2 separate regions of the Sus scrofa genome follow, and region 2 is linked to region 1. The links are chromatin contacts, called in public HiChIP or PLAC-seq maps. All regions are on one chromosome and are shown on one strand. Each heading gives the region's core, a stretch centred on a gene start, on an enhancer-like site or on the middle of the called end of the contact. The rest is flanking DNA. Distances are from core to core; before and after follow the strand shown. Region 1 has its middle 47 kb from the start of IL15. Region 2 has its middle 110 kb from the start of ZNF330.

Evidence for each region. HiChIP or PLAC-seq counts read pairs in DNA pulled down with a chosen protein or histone mark.
Region 2: an H3K27ac HiChIP or PLAC-seq map of alveolar macrophages shows a contact between it and region 1. The contact joins two enhancer-like sites. A contact is called at or near these places in 10 of 47 Hi-C or Micro-C datasets (alveolar macrophages, epiblast stem cells, fetal liver and 6 more) and 2 of 2 datasets of contacts at active chromatin or transcription factors (alveolar macrophages and skeletal muscle).

The regions. Positions count from the first base shown.
Region 1 is chr8:85,628,788-85,633,417 of Sscrofa11.1, reverse strand. No RefSeq gene overlaps it. Among named protein-coding and RNA genes, the nearest start is that of IL15, 47 kb to the left of the region's middle. Within about 2 kb of position 2,262, at least 3 of the 83 cell types and tissues checked have an H3K27ac peak or open chromatin away from gene starts, as enhancers often do. A contact at or near this core is called in alveolar macrophages and retroperitoneal adipose tissue, where this site is marked.
Region 2 is chr8:85,926,328-85,930,957 of Sscrofa11.1, reverse strand. No RefSeq gene overlaps it. Among named protein-coding and RNA genes, the nearest start is that of ZNF330, 110 kb to the left of the region's middle. Within about 2 kb of position 2,242, at least 3 of the 83 cell types and tissues checked have an H3K27ac peak or open chromatin away from gene starts, as enhancers often do. A contact at or near this core is called in alveolar macrophages and retroperitoneal adipose tissue, where this site is marked.

The sequences.
Region 1 (4,630 bases), core at 1,013-3,512:
TCTCTCATTTTGTCACTGCTTCCAAGCTCATGCTGCTTGCCACATGATAGGCCAATACATCAAGAGATGAGGTGTTAGGACAAGGAATAGCAACTGTATTTGGAAAGCCCACAGACTGAGAAGATGGTGGGCTAGGGTTCCAAAGAACCATCTTACCAGCATTAGAGTTCAAGGCTTCTTTTATACTAAAAGGGGAAGTATTGTGACTGGTTATTACAAACTTCTTGGTGCAGGAATCCTTTGCTCTTGCAACAGTCCACAAGGTCTGGTCACTTTGTTCCTATAAACCTCTGATGAGATAATTGTTACTTCCTGTTCTGCAAACTTTTGTCTCTATAGGAATGGAAAAGAATTATACCTTTAAATGTCAGAGCCTTGAGAACAGACTATTCTGTATATTTCAGGATATAGGCACAAAGGTGCAAAGCCAGGATGACTAAGCACAGGCCACAGAGCACAAGGGTTAGAGTTAAATGAATAGATTCAATATGGAGTCAGGTTTGTTCTTCTCTGTTATAATTTCCAGACCCCACTTTGTTGATCTTCTGGCAAGTCCACGTACCTGATGTCTGGGAGATTCTCATCAATATGAATTAAATGAGAATTTTGATATATACCAGACTGTAGAGGGACATGGCCTTCCATCTTGAGACAATCAAATTTGTATTTAAAGGTTTATGTCCTCTGTCTCCATTTATTTCCTCTGAACTTTCCTGCCTTTAGGTGGGTGTCTATGGAGGATTTTATTAGGGTGAAGAAACTAGCTTGTAGCCAAAAGTCTTATGTTGACCCCACATAAGACTTATAAGGGCGAATTACTTTCAATATTCTGTATTCCCATCCACAAACGCAGCCTTTATATCACACCATTCTTCCTCTAGGCACAAAAATCTTTTTTATGAGCTACACAAAGAACACAAGCTTGTCCCTATAAACCAGACTGACTTGTGGATGTAGCAAGAGATGAAGAAGAGACTGGTTGGTGCCGCTCCAGTCCAGCCTACATGAAACCGATCCAGCAGTCACATGGTTCACAGGTGTGGAGGGTGGGCAGGCTGCCTCCCTTTTGAGAGGAGTTCAATGCCACGGTGCTGCAGCCAGTGAGAGGTCCACCTTCTACCACCCGTTCCAGCAATGTCTCCTTGTTTGCGTAGACAGGGAATCCCTTCCAGTGTTTTGGTTCAAAAAAATTTAAAACAACGGCAGTGGTTTTCACAGATGAGCAAGCACAACATCAGAATCTTCAGGTGGCTTAAAATTAAACATATCAGCTCTTGGAAAGACGTGGTCACAATGAGCTTCTAGGATTCCCATGAGTATCCAATTTTAAGAGCTCCCCTCATCTTCCCTGACCACATGTTTTATCTGAAGTCGACCCTGTAGCTACTGCGTCACTGTTTCAGACATAGGTGTGCTGTCCTCTCTGGTAATACACCATCTCTGATACCTTCAGAATTATTTGGAGAACATTTCTTAAAATTCCAAGTGATTTAATATTTGACTGAAGGTACAACCAGGAAGCAAGATACTGGATGAATTCATTCTACTCACCTCATCTTAGCAGACTGCAGCTCCTAAAAATAAACGGCAAAGCTCAATTACCAAAGCTAAGCAATGAGAGCCTGCTGTATAGCATAGGGAACTCTGTCTAATCCCTTGCGATGGAAAACGATGGAGGATAATGTGAGAAAAAGAATGTAGGAGGTCCCGTCGTGGTGCAGCGGAAATGAATCCGACTAGGAACCATGAGGTTGTGGGTTCGATCCTTTGCTTGGCTCTGTGGGTTAAGGATCTGGCATTGCCTTGAGCTGTGGTGTAGGTCACAGACACAGCTTGGATCTGGTGTTGCTGTGGCTGTGGCGAAGGCTGGCAGCTGCAGTTCCAATTAGATCCCTAGCCTGGGAGCCTCCATATGCCGTGGGTGTGGCCCTCAAAAAAAAAAAAAGAAAGAAAAAAAAAGAGAATGTATATGTATGTATAACTGGGTCACTTTGCTGTACAGTAGAAATTGACAGAACATTGTAAATTGACTATAATAGAAACTAATTTATAAAAGAAAGTTGTGGACACTTGAGAAGGAAGAAAACAGTTGACAAAAATGGTTAGATTAGAGTCAGCATATTTCCCCGTAGTAAAAAAAAATTCTTCTGGAATGATTGTCCTGGAATTATTACTAAGAGCACCTCTTTTGGTTAAAAAGTATCTTTGTTTGGATGGTAAATTATATGGGGACCTTAGTTTAACTGGCAGGTGACCCACGTGGTCCCCCTCAGAAAACTGGAAAGCAGGGGAAGAGCTCCGAGGAGAAGCAGAGGTATGTGACCCGGAAGCCCCTTGAAGCCCCCCTGAAAGGAGGGTGGGCCAGAGCAGTCAAAACTGCAGAAAAAGAGTGAGAATTCTGACTGAGAAGACACGATTCAGTGGAGAAATTAGGACACTGGTGACCTCCAGGGAGCAACTTTTGAGCAAAATAGAGGCAGAGGTTGCAATTTCAGTTGAAGGGGAAGTGAGTCAGAGGTTCTGCAATGACCACTTACGCTTTAACAAAAATGTGAGAGTTAAATGAAGGAAAGGAACGGAAAAAATGGGGCAATTATGTGAATGAATTGATCCTAAAAAAAAGAGAAACGGAAATGCGAAAGACTCCCTCTTAAACATATGAAAAAATGCTTAACATAAAAAGGTAATTGAAGTTAGAATTATGCTGCAATATCATTTTAACCATCACACTGGCAAGGGTGAGAGAAAAAAGGCATTCTCATACCACTGGTGGTAGAGAATAAATTATCGTAGTCTGAATGGAGGGTAGCTTGGCAATACGTACAAATATATAAAATGACTGTTTCATCTGACCTAGAAATTTCTACTTTCAGAAATTATCCTACTTTATTCTATTTTTAGATATTCTTGCATAAGTGCAGAATGACTTTAAATAGGATATTTCATGTAGAATTATGTGTGACACTAAATATTGGAAATAATGCTTTTCAGTAGGGAACTGGATAAATAATAACAGAAAAATGGTGAGTGCTTACTATGTATTAGACACCATTTCAAGTGCTTTATTTGTTTGGGTCATTTTATTTCCTCCCAATAAACCGGTTGAGCTCAAATGAGCATCATCCACCTTTTGTAGATGAGGAAACGGAGGCACACAGAGATAAGGAACTTGCCGAGGGGAATATGGATCTGGGATTGGAATTCAGAGCTTAGTCTCATAACTCTCATAACCACTGTTACAAACATACTTTGTTCTGTAAAAGAATGAGGTCTTTTAATGTTAGTCTTCAAAAAAATGAGGTAGCACTATATAGATTTATATAAAATAATCTCTGAGGTAGAACTATAAGGTTTATATAAAATAATCTCTGAGGTAGAACTATAGAGATTTATATAAAATAATCTCTGAGGCATAAAATAATCTCTGAAGTAGAACTCTAGAGATTTATATAAAATAATCTCTTTTGAGTGAAAAGAGGATGGTGCAAAACGTTTTGTTGAATATGCTGTCCTGTGTTTGAAAACATATATTTATGCTTGTCTATACATAGACTCCTTCTGGAAGACTGTGCAAGAAATAGGTGTTGTCTCTGAGAAGGCAGGTGGTGGATGCGAGGCAGAGAACAGAGGCAGCAGAAGACTTAGGGTTTTACTTGATACTCTTTTGTATCTTTTGGATTTTATACTATGTATTTCCATTACTTTTTTAACTTCATATATATATATATATATGTGTATATATATATATATATATGAAGTTGCTTTTTAGGGCCGCACCTGCAGCATACGGAAGTTCCCAGGTGAGGGGTCAAATCGGTGCTGCAGCTGCCAGCCTATGCCATACCCACAGCAACGTGAGATTCTTAACCCACTGAGCGAGGCCAGGGATTGACCCTACATCCTCATGGATACTAGTCTGGTTCATAATCCTCTGAGCCACAATGGGAACTCGCTTTCTAATTAGTTTCTTAAAGTAAAAATAAAATAAGAGCGATATAAAAACAATAAAATAAAATGTAGGTAATTGTGACAAATTGTAGGGGTTAAATGATAAAAACCTGGGTTAGAAGGAATTAAAATGGGTGAAATGGTTGCATGTAGGACAAGGGCTTAAAGAAAAGGAATGTGTTGGAGTTCCCATCGTGGTGCAGTGGTTAACGAATCCAACTAGGAACCATGAGGTTGCAGGTTTGATCCCTGGCCTTGCTCAGTGGGCCGAGGATCCAGTGTTGCTGTGACCTGTGGTGTAGGTTGGGGACGCAGCTCGGATCCAGCGTTGCTGTGGCCCTGGCATAGGCTATAGCTCCGATTAGACCCCTAGCCTGGGAATCTCCATATGCCGCAGGAGTGGCCCTAGAAAAGGCAAAAAGAGACCAAAAAGAAAAAAAAAAGAAAAGAAATGTGTTGAGGCAATGTGAAGCTTTAGAGAAATACCACCCTTTTTTTTTTTTTTTTTATTGGGTAAAAAACACATAACATGAGCTCTACCCTCTTAACAAATTGTTAAGTATATTGTATAGCATTGTTAATTATATATACATTTTCGTACCACAGATTTCTAGAACTTGTTCATCTTGCATGACTGAAACTCTATCCCTATTTGTATTAGTCAGTTCAGGCTCCTACAACA
Region 2 (4,630 bases), core at 993-3,492, 300 kb before region 1:
CAAATGTAATATCTGGCTACATTAACTTTCTCAATTTTTTCCATGACAACTTATCCTCATCCTTATCCTTCTTTCCTTATAAACCTTAGCTGGACATGTAACTCATGTAACTCTTTTTTTTTTTTTTTTTGAATACTTTGTCATTTTCCCTTTGGACAGTGGTTCTCAAAAGCTTGATATTTGCTTCCCAGGGGACACTGGAGATGTTTGGAGACATTTCAGATTGCCCTACTGGGGAGGAGGCAGTGCTACTGGCATCTTGTAGGTAAAAACCAGACATTGTTAAGTGTCCTGGAGTATGCAGGACAGGCCGCATGAAAATAACTATCTGACCCAAATTCTCCATAGTGCTGCTTTAGGATGGGGTTATCTGGTCCGTGCCACCAAGCTGACCCCCGGGTGGTTTGTAAACTCTGTATAGGTACAATGACAGGTACAGAACATTTGTACTCAATACCTCACTTTTTTTTTTTTTTTCTCCTGAAAATAATTGAGTGGCTGCTTTGAGAAGCTCTAGCAATAGCGAGGGAGTGGCTGATTCTCTCACCCTGTTAGGTCTTGAATTGGGTCTCCTCTTTCCCCAGATTCACATGGGGAGGTTCTAATCCCCAGAACTCATGTGTGGAAGTTCTAATACTCAGAATGTGACTTTCTCTGGAAAGAGGGTCATTGTAGCTTCACTTGGTTAAGATGAGGTCATTAGGTGGGGCCCTAATCCACCATGACTGGTGTCCTTAGAAAAAGGGGAAGTTTCTACACAGACACATGCACATGGGAAAATGAAGGCAGAGATCAGGTGCTGTTTCAACAAGTTAAGGAATCCCTGAGAAGCTTTGGTACTTTGTTACCATTTCCATTAGGTGGGGCCCTAATCCACCATGACTGGTGTCCTTAGAAAAAGGGGAAGTTTCTACACAGGCACATGCACATGGGAAAATGAAGGCAGAGATTGGGTGCTGTTTCAACAAGTTAAGGAATCCCTGAGAAGCTTTGGTACTTTGTTACCATTTCCTGCTAGGTTAGGTTTTATTTAAAGAGGGCTACTTAAAATACATGGTAAAGATGGAAACTTAGAGAAAAAACAGACAGAACTTTTTTATTATTTTTTATTTTTTCCGCTGTACAGCATGGAAACCAAGTTACACATACATGTATACATACTTTTTCCTCCCATTGTTGCGTTTCCATAAAAAGACAGAATTTTAACTCATTATTTTTCTTTCTTTTTGTCTTTCTCTCTTTTTTAGGGGCACACCTGCGGCACATAGAGGTTCCCAGGCTAGAGGTCCAATCAGAGCTGTAACCGCCAGCCTAACGCCAGGGCCACAGCAACGTGGGATCCGAGCGGTGTCTGTGACCTACACTACATATCATGGCAACGCCAGATCCTTAACCCGTTGAGCAAGGCCAGGGATTGAACCTGTATCCTCATGGATGCCAGTCAGGTTTGTTAACCACTGAGCCACGATGGGAACGCCCTCATTATTTTTCTTATAAATCTCCTTCCTCTCTCAGTTTTCTAAGTTATTGTGTTAGGGGTTGTTTTCTGTCAATACGGTCAATCTTTCTCATCTTCTATTTTTACCCATCAGCCTTTGTCCAATGATGCAACTTTAACATCTACTACTCAGACCCAACAAATCATTTTCTTTCCCACTGTACATCCTTTTTTTCAACTAAAGGAATCTTACTGTTTTCAGCATTCTATACTTTTTTAACTCATACATTTTTGACAATTTTTTGGAATTACTACATGGCATGATTGTGACTGCTCTACATTTCCAGCCATCATCCTACCCACTTGCTTCCATTTATCATTTACTTCAAATACTGTCCTTTTTTAGCTACCTATATAGAATTTGATTTTCCCCCAAATCTTACGTTAAAAACATAGTATTCAACCTTCCACTTACAACATTTCATATAAGCATTCTGGTATTATTCTGAACTTTCTTTTCCTCTTGGACATATAATTCCAAACTTTACTCTTAAAATCACTTTTAACTCTTTTTTTAATTATCTAAAAACACACTTATATGTATGCATAATATACATATTTTATAATACATATACTATGAACATGTTTATAGTATATATTATATGCATATAAATAATCTAATGAAATATACATATTAAAATTTGGATAAACAGACTATTTCAGCATTAAGGGAGATGAGGCTATTCCCTAGTCTTCTTTTCTGCCATTTAACAAATAAGGAAACTAAACCAGAGTGTCCTTGTGAAACTTGTGAAACTAAACTTGTGAAATAGTTTTGTGTGTATGTGGGGTGCAGGAGGAGGAGAAAATAAGATAGAGAAGGTTGGGGTTTAAGATAAGTGATGGGAGCTCCTGTTGTGGCACAGTAGAAACAAATCCGATTAGGAACCGAGGTTGTGGGTTTGATCCCTGGCCTCGCTGAGTGGGTTAAGGATCTGGCATTGCTGTGAGCTGTGGTGTAGTTGGCAGACGTGGCATTTCTGTGGCTGTGGTGTAGGATCTGACATTTCTGTGGCTGTGGTGTAGGCTGGTAGCTGTAGCTCTGATTTGACCTCTAGTCTGGGAACCTCCATATGTCGCAGGTTTGGCACTAAAAAGCAAAAAAAAAAAAAAAAGTGATTAAGAAGGAGGAGCAGGAAGCCAACTCAATGGTTAAAAAAATGACCACAAAGGAGGAAGTGAAAGCATCAGTGTTTTCCCACCTCCCAACTTCAAGTTCTGTGTTTCTTCCCAGTAAACCACAGCACTGGAAATCCCTATCTGCAATTAAAATAAGGGGATTGTTCAGGGAAGATTTGAATTCTTCCCTGCAGTGAGAGATGTCAGCAATTTGTAGAAATAATTCACTCTTTCCTTTTTCTGGATTGACATGGTTGTGTGTGGCCAGCATAGGATTTAGAGACTGACCTCAATCTGTTTGCTTCCGATACTTCAAGGAATCTTTAATAACTAAAGAAGGTTTCTTTGGTTTCTTTGTTTTTGCTTAAGGGATGAATATAAACATAGGACTCATAGAATTGTGCAGGGGTTTGTGAAGTCTGCTGGAGTATACTTTATTGTAACAATGTTGACCTTGAGATAAACTGCTTTATTCTGTTTTGTTTGGAAAATCAGAATTTCATCTCCATGGAAAATAGAGGTGAATCAGGTACAAGTGCTAATGATTAAGTAGAAATGATGAACCCTATATTTCAGACTCAGATATTTTGGAAGTTTTCTGTTTTTTATAGAAATCTCAATTTGTCACAGTACGGAAATCAAGAGTATAATTAAGCTAATTAGCATTTTAAAATGTGATTGGAATACAAGTTTTAACTCTCCTAAGAGAGATATAACGATAGATATTCTGGTTGTATGCTAATAATCAAACTTTATCAAAACACTTTCTTGAAGGAACTCTACTTAGCCACACGGTTTCTATTACTTTCATATTATTTCCTATGCAAAAGAGTAATAAAGTTATACCTCATAAATACTCTAAATATAACTGTCCTTCCTTAATTGGTGGATATCAGGAAGTTTTACATTATCAAAACATAATAGGTATATATTTATAGACATATATATATATATACACACACACATATATAGGTGCACTCTACTTGTTGGCATATTTTTTTCTGGATGGCCAAGAGAGTTGTTATAAAACAGTGGAAGAGAAAATATTGCGGCAAATTAATGAACTTAAATGGCTTATTATAGTTTCCAGGTCAAGACAACTTATTGAAGACTATTATAACTTTTTCTTTAGTCCAGGAAACCACAGAATATTTACCACTTATTTCTGAGAAATGAGTGCAACTTATGGTAAATGTGACACAAATACCAGATTTGTATAGACTGGAAGTCTTTGCTTTGTGCATAGGAGTGGAATCATAAAAACGGCAATGCATGTTGGCATTGTACAAAATGATCTTAGTCGATGGGAAAATTATGATCATTCCATGATCTTTAAACCTTTTCGCCAAAACATGAAGAATTCCCATACTGTTGCTCATAAATGTATATAGGGAAATGGAAAAAGCAGTAATATTAATATTTATTTAGTACATTGTAATTTAAAACATTACAACATTGAGAATTAAGTGTTACATTTTTTGGGAAAGTTTTATCCAGCGTAGTTTGCATAGGGCTTTTTTCCTTCTAGTCCCATAATGTATTATTTTAATTGAAATATAGTTGATTTATAATGTTGTGTTAGTTTCAGGTGTACAGCACAGTGATTCATATATATATATATATATATATGAATATATATGAACTCCCAGATTTGTTTTTCTTATAGGTTATTAGAAAATATTGAGTATAATTCCCTGTGCTATACAGTACTATTGTTGGCTCTCTATTTTATATGTAGTAGTATGTATTTGTTAACCCCAATCTCCTATAATTTATGATATGCTGCGAGCATCTTTTCTACGCCTTGATGACTTATGAGCCTTTCTAAGTATGGATAGGCTCCCAACATTTTCTCTTCTGTGCTTTCAAAGTCTTTCAGTGTCATAAAATACCCCCTAGAGTTCCTTTAATGGGAATTTTTCTGCCTGTGTCACTTCTGGGACATCGCCTTATCACAACCTCTTTCCTCATTAATGTCAATAGGGTCACCTTCACTAAGTTCCTTTCATTGTA